2 separate regions of the Drosophila melanogaster genome follow, and region 1 is linked to region 2. A link is a contact called in public Hi-C data. All regions are on one chromosome and are shown on one strand. The core of a region is the stretch at or near the end of the contact, and the rest is flanking DNA. Distances in the headings are between cores, read along the strand shown. Region 1 holds the start of Jhbp2 (Juvenile hormone binding protein 2). Region 2 holds the start of Gnf1 (Germ line transcription factor 1).

The links. Hi-C and Micro-C count contacts between places; a contact is called where the count stands out from the background.
Region 1: a Hi-C map of the Kc167 cell line shows a contact between it and region 2, with 4 times the contacts expected there. The contact joins the promoter of Jhbp2 here to the promoter of Gnf1 in region 2. A contact is called at or near these places in 1 of 1 datasets of contacts at CTCF or cohesin (the Kc167 cell line), 13 of 107 Hi-C or Micro-C datasets (the Clone 8 cell line, the Kc167 cell line, the S2 cell line and 6 more) and 3 of 6 datasets of contacts at active chromatin or transcription factors (the Kc167 cell line and the S2 cell line).

What each region holds. Positions count from the first base shown.
Region 1 is chr3R:4,956,854-4,962,668 of dm6, forward strand. It overlaps Jhbp2 (Juvenile hormone binding protein 2), which reads right to left and starts at 4,498. Exons shown (of 7, transcript NM_141251.3): 1 at 4,459-4,498; 2 at 4,041-4,120; 3 at 3,051-3,169; 4 at 2,784-2,905; 5 at 648-781; 6 at 437-589; 7 at 146-370. The coding sequence starts at 4,107. The coding sequence ends at 216.
Region 2 is chr3R:4,904,597-4,910,195 of dm6, forward strand. Gnf1 (Germ line transcription factor 1) reads left to right here and starts at 2,026. Exons shown (of 4, transcript NM_079505.3): 1 at 2,026-2,126; 2 at 2,193-3,523; 3 at 3,652-4,494; 4 at 4,553-5,485. The coding sequence starts at 2,118. The coding sequence ends at 5,330.

The DNA.
Region 1 (5,815 bases), core at 3,248-5,747, 55 kb after region 2:
TCCTCATTCAATCATTCAAAGACCTTGAACTAGCGTTGAAAGCCTAAGCATGCGAAGGCAGTTAAGGTGCACATTATAATAACTCGTATCCCCCTGTCATTGCAGTATTGATGGGCCGAATGAGCCATTCAAAGTAAGAGCCATCGTCGATTTACTTGGTATATTTCGCGGAACTGTGTGCAATAAATAAGGTCTTAGACTAGAGAAACTACATTCTAATTCAGGTTGATCCACTCGTCCAGCGGAATCTTGGCGAATATGCGATCCATGAAGTTGCGGATGACCAGAGTGAGTTTGGTCCTGAGCGCCGGCTTCATTTCCTTGAGCAGCTCCTGGGAGTTGGAGTTGATGAACAGATTGAGAGCAGCCTCTGTGGAGGACAGTACTATGTGACGATAACAATACAAAACATAGTATTTCGACTACTACTACGTACGTATCACTGTGTTGCCATTGGCGATGTTGTCCACACCCATTTGGATCTCCTTCACGTTGAAGTCCATCTTGACGGAGTCCGTCGTCAGGTAGGTGCGACCGTCGGGACCCTCATTGGCCACCGCCTTGAAGTAGATCTTGGCCTTAACTCCCTCTGCGTGATCGAGAGTCATTAGCAGTGCGTCATCCCAGCCCAGAAACCCGGTACCCACCGTACTCCCCCCAGTAGTCGCCGGCTCCGGAGGCCTTCACCAAGATCAGAACACCTGTGGACCGGTACTGCGCCTTGACGCGAATGCGGGGTATCTCGCACGTCAGCTGGAACTGCAGCGAGTCCAAGTCGGAGCTGCAAAAAGACAAGTTGAGATATGAGATATGGATATTGTGGATATTAATGGGCGCCTCTAATGGCAATGACAGTGACAATATGCGAAGTAATGAGCTTAGCGAAAAACTGCCTTTTCATTCGTTTCATGCGAAGATGAGCCGACTATTTTGTCGTATTTTTTAGCCTTGAAGCTCTCTTAAGTCTTACATTCGATGCCAAAGAGATCCAAACCAAAGCGGCTAGACGATTGGAGCTAGGGGGTACTTCTCGATAGTCGAAATCAATACGAGAACCAATACGAGAATTCCGACCCTTCCAATACCCTTCCAACTCAGCTCAACCTCACTTAGATATTCAAAAAACACACAATTGCTATGTATTTACGTGCGAACCACATATTTGCAAAGTATTCTAAGACTAGTAATGCAGTCTCAAGCAGACTGCAGGAATATATTGGACCCTATGTCAGGGTAGCCTGTCAGTGGCCACAGAAATCGAAACCGATACTGGAACCGGCCCAAACAATGCTCTCCACTTAGAGAATCTAGCGTTGGCACACTTTTCTGGCTCGTTTCTTGGTCAACGATCTGTGAGCCAGTCGTCTTTGCCCGTGCTGTGTTTATGTTTCTGCCACTCGGATTCTTTTATTTTCGCCAATTGAGAGCCAAGTGTCTGTTGCCAGATTGATGGTCGCCGCCTTAACTGCCTCTGCCTTTGCTATTGTCGGCGGAGCTGGCGTCCCAAATACCGGAAAGCATGGCTAAAAGTGTTCTTGGCTTTGGTGTTGCATAATGCGGGGCACTTAAGACATCAGAGGCCACCGAGGAGAGTGGGTCAACTTGTTAGAGAGTAGCCTCTCTTATATGTGGGAAAACATTTGAAAGGCGAAAATGGAGAGATAACCAGTTTTTCAGATATCATTCATAAACATTTTAATTTTTAATTCTTTTGCTGTTGGCATTTATTTAATTGTGGTTCTTATAACACCGAGAAACTAAAGGTGCATAAGTAATACGACTATGCTAAGAATATCACAAATGCACTTTAATTGCTCTGCACGAATCAAATTTTTTGACACAAAACCTTTAATTCGCCGTCGAATTGATTCAGATTAACCAATCGTTATTAGCTAAGATAATGTATCATCCCAAAGCTGCCCACGGATTAATTTCCCGACTCCACAAAACTCCCAATGAATTGCATAAGTAGGCAGGCTATTACCAATAAAAATGAATTTCCAGCGAACCACTTTTCCAGATAATCCACGGGCCCTATTTCCCTGATTTCTCATTTAAGCCCATTTGAGAATAAGTGAAACCAGCTAAGGTGGGCAAACACCTTGTCGCAGATAATTACGCGTCTAAAATATACTTCAATAAAAGCCCCGGGCAAATGCAAATTGGTCTGGGCAAACATAAAACGCTCAAGCAAGTTAAGGAACCACTGAAATGCAAATCGGTTATTGCTCAATCGATTTCCCATCGCATCGTGTGCCAAACGTTTTGTCCATAAATCAAGACCATGAGCTACGAGGTATTCACGAGGCTTTGGCAAACCCCGTCAAATCATTGCAAACTGCGCTCATTCAAATGAGCCCCCACAATGTTGACAAAATGCTAAGTGGAGATCGCGTGCTGGGGAGGCGGATTGAGTGGCCAACTGACTGATTGACTCACTGACCGATGGACTGGGCAGTTAGGCAAATGAGCAGCAAATTAAATTATAATTACAGGGAATCGAAGTTCTGTATCGTGAACTGGCGAAACGGGCCCAGGTATACAAGACACTAAATGTGCATCCAACCGAATTCCTAAATCGATTAGCTTAGTTACGATTGACTTACATATTTTAGTAGACTATGAATATAAATATAAATAATATACATATGTATATAGCCAACTTGTAGCATTGCACACTCATTATTTAAAACTATTTAGTATTTCGAACCCGACCTTTGATTTATTTCGCAATGTATTAAACCTTTCATAGCATCTTAGCTGTAAGGATGTGCACGACTCACCGGATGTTGGTCACTGTGATATTGCTCACACCGTAGGCCTGAATGTTCCGGAAAAGTGCGCGGTAGCCATCCGGACCACTGCCCAACACAATGCCGATTTCATCAATCATCACGGGTTCGATCTGTTGGCAGAAATAAGTTACAGGGCGATCTGAATATGTAGCCATTAGGGTAAGAATAAAACTATCTCTTTTTGCTCTTAATTAATTTAATATTTTCAAAGTGCAGTAACGTGTTGTCTGGAGTCTTAACATATCTTCAGCTCACCTCATAGATGTCCAACTCCGGCACTCCCTTCTGCAGGTAGTGCACCAGCTTGTTGCCACTTTCGCGAAGGCATTCGTTTATCTGGGCCTCGTCCCGTGGGCACTGTTGCAGGTAGTAGGCTGGAAAGGCCAATTCGAGGGTGGTGAGACAATGAGTCCATTTCGAATGCAATGGTCTGTGTATGTATGTGTGATGTTTTGCATGTTCGTGGATGTCATTGTCTGGCGGAGGCCAGTGAATTAATCAACAGGGCTCACAATGAAAATGAAGATTCGCTTTCCTCCCGTAATTGCGATTCCCATGTCCCAGGTGAATGCGTCAGTTGACGTGGGTTCAAGTTCACAATTATCTTGCCGATCTCACAACGATCGTTGCGAACATGTTCGGACTGAACTATGAATCGCTGGGATGCGATGGGGTGGGACAAAACCGGCGACAGGTTTATGGCCGGGTTAATTATCGAAGTTGTGGTGGGGAGGGATGTGTGAAAACTAATAATAATGACGGGTTTCGGGGGAAGGTTTCCCAAACAGTGTGCCCTCAATGTGAGTTAGAAACCTCTTGTGATTGGTACAGAGCATTTCTTAGAAATTATGGCACAATCGGAGCACTTGAACGTAGAGTTTTTTAGAGGCTAGCCGGCAAAGTACTGAATCAAGGTCAATCCCATTAAGTGGGATCTTTATGGAACCGGGTAAGTGACTGCAAAGCCAGAACTATTAACCGAGGTTATCGTGGCCATCAATTGCCATTCTGGAACCTACCCGACCAGATCCGTCGCAAGTCGACTTTCTTTGTTGCCGGAGCACGTCTTTTGAGGGTGGGCAATTAGCTGTTGCCAAATGCATAGGCCACTTGGGCCAAGTTGGTCGGTGGACGTGTCCAAGGACCGGCTGGAAAGTTAAAGTCGTCGTCGCAAGTGATGTAACTTAGAAAGCTCAGCCAAATAGGTATCACTTATCACACTTCGAGTATTTGATCACTACTTACGCTGCTCCTGGGCAAAAGTGGAGCCCAACACGGCGACGAGCACAATGAAGACCATCTTTCCGCTCATTTTTCGGGTTCGTCTGCATGAAAGTACAAGTAAACGGAAGTTGGCTAAGATGGACTCTGTGTTTCACTTTTCTAGTTTCGTAATTGATTAGCAGCTTTTGGATATGGATATGCTAATTTCGCCCAGATGACGCAGCCCGCGCTCTTTACGAGCGAAAGTGAAAAAGTCGGGATAGAATTTAAAGCGCCCAAGTACGAGCTGCGATTGGGTTTCACTTTGGGGCCGAAATTCTGTCTTCGGTCTCGGTCTGGAAGTGGGTCACACAGCCAATCCCCAACCAGTTCACTGTTTGTTCTTGAATAAAGAATCCGACTGTCTGCTGTCTTCTGCTTTCTTCGTCTCTGCGCTTACTTTGCGTCCAACTTTCACGCGACTCGGCTGAGGAATGAGCTCGGCCTGCGTTGGTCCAAGCCATTTTAACCAGCCAGAAGCTCGAAAGCGCTGGCGAAAATGCAGCGAAAGAGATGGCGAAGGGAAACCGAACAACAGGCCTTCTTGCCACACCCCAGAAATCGGTGGGGCAGACAGTCCGTCGGCTGGGACCTTAAGCTTTGAGTTCCATATAACATATAAACACGCATTTAGAGTTTGGGTTTAGGTCTGAAAGATATTTCCAAAAATGTTGGATTTAAGTAAGTATTTATGCCTATGGGATGAAATGGGATATCCCTGCTCTTACTACCCGCAGATTGCATTCCCGTTTTGATAATATAGCCCAATACCTAATACTACATTACCTCACGATTTTTCTCGGTGTACATTTGCGGGTAGTAATTTTGCCGGGGCCGCAGGCCCGAAGGTTAAGTGTAAAGGGTCTCTGACTCGGAGCCTAACCTCCCACAGCCGCGATTGCAGCCTGGTAATGAGGCTGTCATGAATCATCCGAGCGACTTGCCATCATTAGCGGTTCTACAAGCCGGTATTAGCCCAGTATTGCGATGAATTTCTTTGTTATGCTGCCTTTCAGCCCTTCGTGGGCCGCACTTCCACTTGTGGCCAAAAGGTCAAGCGGTGCGATTAGAACCACGAGCTTTCCAAGAGGCGGGTGGCAAATCTGCTTTGGGCACTCATCATCCATTCATCCATCCATCCATCCATCCATCCATACATAACAAAGCATGCACTGAGCCAGTCACAGAGTGTGTTAACCCTAATAATTCAGAAACGTGTATTTGCTCAGCGCGTTGAGGTATTGATGGTATGGTGACTTGCCCCCAAACGAAATGCAATTGTCTTTCAAAACCTTTCGGGGATCTTTGTGTACTGTTGGGAACGATTCCGGTTATTGACCATTGTCTGTTTTGCATTTAAATTGTAAACTGGAGGTGGAAGGGCCTCGTGATTCGTGCGGGAGTGCTCCAAATTACGAGAACAAATAAGAAGTTAAATATATAACTAATTTGTCTAAACATAGTTTTATATTGACTTATACACTTGACTTTTTAGTGTCCACTTAAAAATCATATACGATTATAGTTTAATGAAATGCCGAACGCTTACGCACAAATCATATCTTATGCGTTTAACTAGCGCTTAACTAACTAACTAACATGTAGATAATTACTTACTCTAAGAGTAGAAGACACGAAATATTACATTCTGCGCCTAATTGAGTATATGTTTTGCTTACCATCGGACAAAGTAAATAATATTATTTTATAATAAACTTTAAAGAAGTATCAGTGGCTTTTTTAACATTCTTATGTTG
Region 2 (5,599 bases), core at 776-3,275:
ATCTTCTTCTAGCTTTTATAGTTCCTGAGATCTCGACGTTCGACAGACGGACATGGCCAGATCGACTCGTCTATTGATCCTGATAAGAATATACTTTATATGGTCGAAAACGCGTCCTTCTGCCTATAACTATAAACTTTTTTAACTATCATTTGAATAAGGCGTAGTTGCAACTCAAATCAAAACGTGTCAGAATCGCTATTATATATAAACACCGACACTAGACCCTCGACAGGTGAGTGTCCTGTTGGCAGTTACCTAAAGTATATCTGCAGGTGTAAAATATAATGCTTAGTTTATACCATTTAACTTTTAGCCAAAATGACCCAAGTTCCCATTGGCCTCGGCCCAAATATGCTTTAATAGACTAATCGCGAACTGGCTGGCATTTCCTGCTCCGGATCTTAGTCTACTCGCATAGTGATGGCGTTCGAAACGCCCAAGCCCATCATCTTGGCTTATAAGCCAGGATAATACGAATGTTAACAGCAGCAGCAGCGGCTTCTCTGCCCAAAATACATATGTACATAATGCATTAAGCATTAGCCACTTGTAATACTAATAATATCAAATGCTCATTCTAGACTACTTCGTAAGCACCGGCTCAATTATACAAATATAGAACATATTCATACTGTAATAAAAAATAAATCAAAAACCTTTTATTGCAGTCTTCCAATTAAACGCATTTTGAGAAAAAAAAAAAACAGAGAATACTATAGTCGAGTTCCCCGACTTTCAGATACCCGTAACTCAGCTAGAGTGAATGCGGACGCGCAAATTTCATAATTGATTGAAATAATTCAAATTGGCAAGGCAAATAATAAAACGAAGAAAAATCTTAAGTTTTCAAAAGTGGGCGTGGCAGTTTTGTGCGGCTTTGGATACAAATTTAGATCGATAGAACTTTACATGACTTATGAAATTATGAAAAAATATCAAATTCTTCAAAAATTTAGTTTATAGTATATATAGTATAAATGTGGTATACCCTTTTACTCCTCGAGTAATGGGTATAAGTCAATAATGTTGAAAATACGATTATAAGAGTAGCCAGTTGAAAGGTAACTTAATTTTAGGTATATAATGGTATTCGAAGCGTGACAGAAATATGAATAATTATTTTATATCTCAACGCTTCCTTCTATTCCTGAAGTCGCCTTTATTTTCGCCACCCTATTGTGTCAGGTCTGTGTACAATTGTACATTGAACAACAAACTATTTAAAAGAGAATATATGTTGAAGCTAAATAATAAAATAAAAATAACTAAATAAAATAGTAATTAAGTATTCGGCAAAAAATTGAGCTCAGCATTTGAAAATTTTACAGCCCCTCTGATTTCTATCAAAGACAAAAACCTTATATCAGGAGGGTGCCTTCGCTAAAAACAAATATACATATATGTGAAGGATGTCTCCGCTAAAGATGTATTCGCTAAATACATCGAAAATCGCATGCGATATGATCTGTAGATCTGCACTTGAAGTAAAAAATTGGTGAAATTAACATTCATGTAAATAAAATTATAACACGGTTCACGAAATCAAAGTCATCAAAGACAAAGAAATATATAAACAATAGATTTATCAGTTTTAAGATTTGCAACGTGCAGCCCGTTGCCGTCCGAACTTTTTTGTTGGAATATCGATTACAACTGGATTAGATAACCAACTGAATGTAAAGTGGAAAATACTTTTCAATTCCTCGCTACAGTGACAGAGAATGACAAAATTGATTTATTGGTTATTTATCATATTTAATAACACAACAAGTGTTATGTTCATTTAATTTCTTTCCAGTTTTTGTGCCTCTTTCATAAAATTGACTTTTTTCTTTTCTGTACGTGCTTAAAACAATAAATTCTATTTCCTTTTCATTCGCAATTCACCGTTGCGAATTTTTTTTTGCTGCCCAGACGACTTTATACCTTTTGTATCTTGACACACATTTAGTGAGCTATCGATAACGTTCAGTGCTTTTGATTCTTTAAAATACTTATACTAGTTTTTTTCAATCGTCACCGACGCGGTTACACTGGGGATTTCGTGTCTGGTAACACTGTTCCGTATTCTGAAGCTCGCAGCATTAATTTTATAATAATTAATTCCTGCCGTAATGCAACGCGTAAGTTGTGTAGAGACAGTCAGGCACTAGGTGAAAACATCAATTTAACAAAATCATTTGTTCCAGGGCATTGACTCCTTTTTCAAACGGCTGCCGGCCAAGGCGAAAAGTGCCGAGGCCGAAAATGGAGAGACGCCGTCGAAGGCGCCAAAACGCAGGAAAGCCGTGATAATTTCCAGCGACGAGGACGAGGTGGTCAGTCCGCCGGAGACCAAGAAACGCAAGGCTTCGAAGACAGCATCCAGCGAGGATGATGTGGTGGCCGCCACACCGGAACCGATTGCGAAGAAGGCCAGGAACGGGCAGAAACCAGCGCTCTCCAAGCTTAAGCGGCACGTAGATCCTACGGAGCTTTTCGGTGGAGAAACCAAACGGGTGATTGTGCCCAAGCCGAAGACCAAAGCTGTTCTCGAGTTCGAGAACGAAGACATTGACCGGAGTTTAATGGAAGTTGATCTGGACGAGAGTATCAAAGAGGCTGCCCCCGAAAAAAAGGTTCACTCGATAACCAGGAGCTCTCCCTCGCCTAAAAGAGCAAAGAACAGCAGCCCGGAACCGCCAAAACCCAAGTCAACAAAATCCAAAGCCACCACTCCGCGTGTGAAGAAGGAGAAACCTGCGGCAGATCTAGAATCCAGTGTCCTAACAGACGAGGAACGCCACGAGCGTAAACGTGCTTCCGCCGTGCTCTACCAGAAGTACAAAAACCGCAGTTCGTGCCTGAACCCCGGCAGCAAAGAAATTCCAAAGGGATCCCCGGATTGTCTGAGTGGCTTAACCTTTGTCGTAACCGGAGTCCTCGAGTCCATGGAACGAGAGGAGGCGGAGTCCGTGATCAAGGAGTATGGCGGAAAGGTGATGACCGTGGTTGGAAAGAAACTCAAGTATCTGGTCGTAGGAGAAGAGGCTGGACCAAAGAAATTAGCTGTGGCTGAGGAACTCAATATACCCATTCTCAGCGAGGACGGGCTCTTCGATCTAATCAGGGAGAAATCAGGAATCGCTAAGCAGGTAAAGGAAGAGAAGAAAAGCCCGAAGAAGGAGCACAGCTCCGAGGAGAAAGGGAAAAAGGAAGTCAAGACTTCTAGAAGGTCCAGTGATAAAAAGGAGAAGGAAGCCACTAAACTGAAATATGGCGAGAAGCATGATATCGCCAAACATAAAGTCAAGGAAGAACACACTTCCCCGAAGGAGACGAAGGATAAGCTTAATGATGTACCAGCTGTTACCTTGAAAGTAAAAAAAGAGCCCAGCTCCCAGAAAGAACACCCTCCGTCGCCAAGAACTGCCGATCTGAAGACTCTGGATGTGGTCGGGATGGCCTGGGTGGACAAGCACAAGCCTACGAGCATAAAAGAAATCGTTGGCCAGGCAGGAGCCGCCAGCAACGTGACCAAGTGAGTAACCTAAATGTATAAATGGTAGCTTCCACTTTCAAAGTTATATATTTATTATACAGTCACAATTTGAAACTGAAAGCCAAACAGGAGAGGGTTAAAGTTTTACATTATTTTAATTTTCCTAGGCTGATGAACTGGTTGTCCAAGTGGTATGTTAACCATGATGGAAACAAGAAGCCCCAACGGCCCAATCCTTGGGCCAAGAACGACGACGGCAGCTTCTACAAGGCGGCCCTACTTTCGGGACCCCCTGGAATAGGAAAGACCACGACGGCGACTCTGGTAGTGAAGGAGCTTGGCTTCGATGCGGTGGAGTTCAACGCCTCCGACACACGCAGCAAACGCTTGCTCAAGGATGAAGTGTCCACGCTGCTGAGCAACAAATCCCTCTCCGGTTACTTTACAGGGCAAGGCCAAGCGGTCTCCCGCAAGCATGTGCTCATAATGGACGAAGTTGATGGCATGGCCGGTAACGAGGACCGTGGTGGAATGCAGGAGCTGATTGCCTTGATCAAGGATAGCTCTATTCCAATTATTTGCATGTGTAATGATCGCAACCATCCAAAAATTCGATCCCTGGTTAACTATTGCTACGATCTGCGATTTCAGAGGCCTCGCCTCGAGCAAATCAAAGGGAAAATAATGAGCATCTGCTTTAAGGAAAAAGTAAAGATATCACCGGCCAAAGTGGAAGAAATCATAGCGGCTACCAACAACGATATTCGGCAATCCATTAACCACATTGCCCTGCTGAGCGCCAAGGAAGACGCTTCCCAAAAGTCAGGGCAGCAGGTTGCCACCAAGGATCTGAAGCTGGGACCCTGGGAGGTGGTGCGAAAAGTCTTCACCGCGGACGAGCACAAACACATGTCTTTTGCCGACAAGAGCGACCTTTTCTTTCACGACTACAGCCTGGCCCCGCTCTTTGTGCAGCAAAACTATCTGCAGGTCCTACCACAGGGAAACAAGTAAGTCTAGTTTACCTAAGCCAAGGGCGTACCCATTCACCAACTTCACTCTTTGCAGAAAGGATGTCCTGGCAAAGGTGGCAGCTACGGCAGATGCCCTAAGCTTGGGTGACCTTGTTGAAAAGCGTATTCGTGCGAATTCTGCTTGGAGTCTTCTACCCACTCAGGCCTTTTTCAGCTCGGTCCTTCCTGGCGAGCACATGTGTGGCCACTTCACTGGACAGATTAACTTTCCCGGGTGGCTGGGCAAGAATTCCAAGTCTGGAAAACGTGCCAGGCTGGCCCAGGAGCTGCATGATCATACTAGGGTCTGCACCTCGGGCTCAAGGCTATCAGTGAGGCTGGATTACGCCCCCTTCCTTCTGGATAATATTGTGCGACCTCTTGCAAAGGATGGGCAGGAGGGTGTGCCCGCTGCTTTAGACGTTATGAAGGATTACCATCTACTCCGTGAGGATCTGGACTCGCTGGTCGAGCTTACATCCTGGCCCGGCAAGAAATCCCCACTGGACGCAGTGGATGGGAGAGTAAAAGCCGCTTTAACGCGATCCTACAACAAGGAGGTTATGGCATACTCCTATTCCGCTCAAGCAGGCATCAAAAAGAAGAAATCAGAGGCTGCTGGAGCGGATGACGATTACTTGGACGAGGGTCCGGGCGAAGAGGACGGAGCTGGTGGCCACTTATCATCAGAGGAAGACGAGGACAAGGACAACCTAGAGCTGGATAGTTTGATCAAAGCCAAAAAGAGGACAACTACGTCAAAAGCGTCTGGTGGATCCAAAAAGGCTACATCTTCCACGGCTTCAAAGTCTAAGGCCAAGGCCAAAAAGTGAATGCACTAACGATTTCCTATATTATATGATGATTTTTTTGCCATCAAATTTCCCATTTGTAAGTAGTTTTTGTTTAAAATCTCATGAATGGCCGGCACTGGCCGACACTGTTTATACTGCTGAAAATATATATTTACCAATAAAATATGTGCTTGAATTGCAAAACATTTTATTATAACACTGAGTGGCGTAGGTGTAAACTAAAAAGGGAAAAATTGGTAATAAAATAATTGTCTGTATGAATAATACTACGAAAGAATTGAGATGAT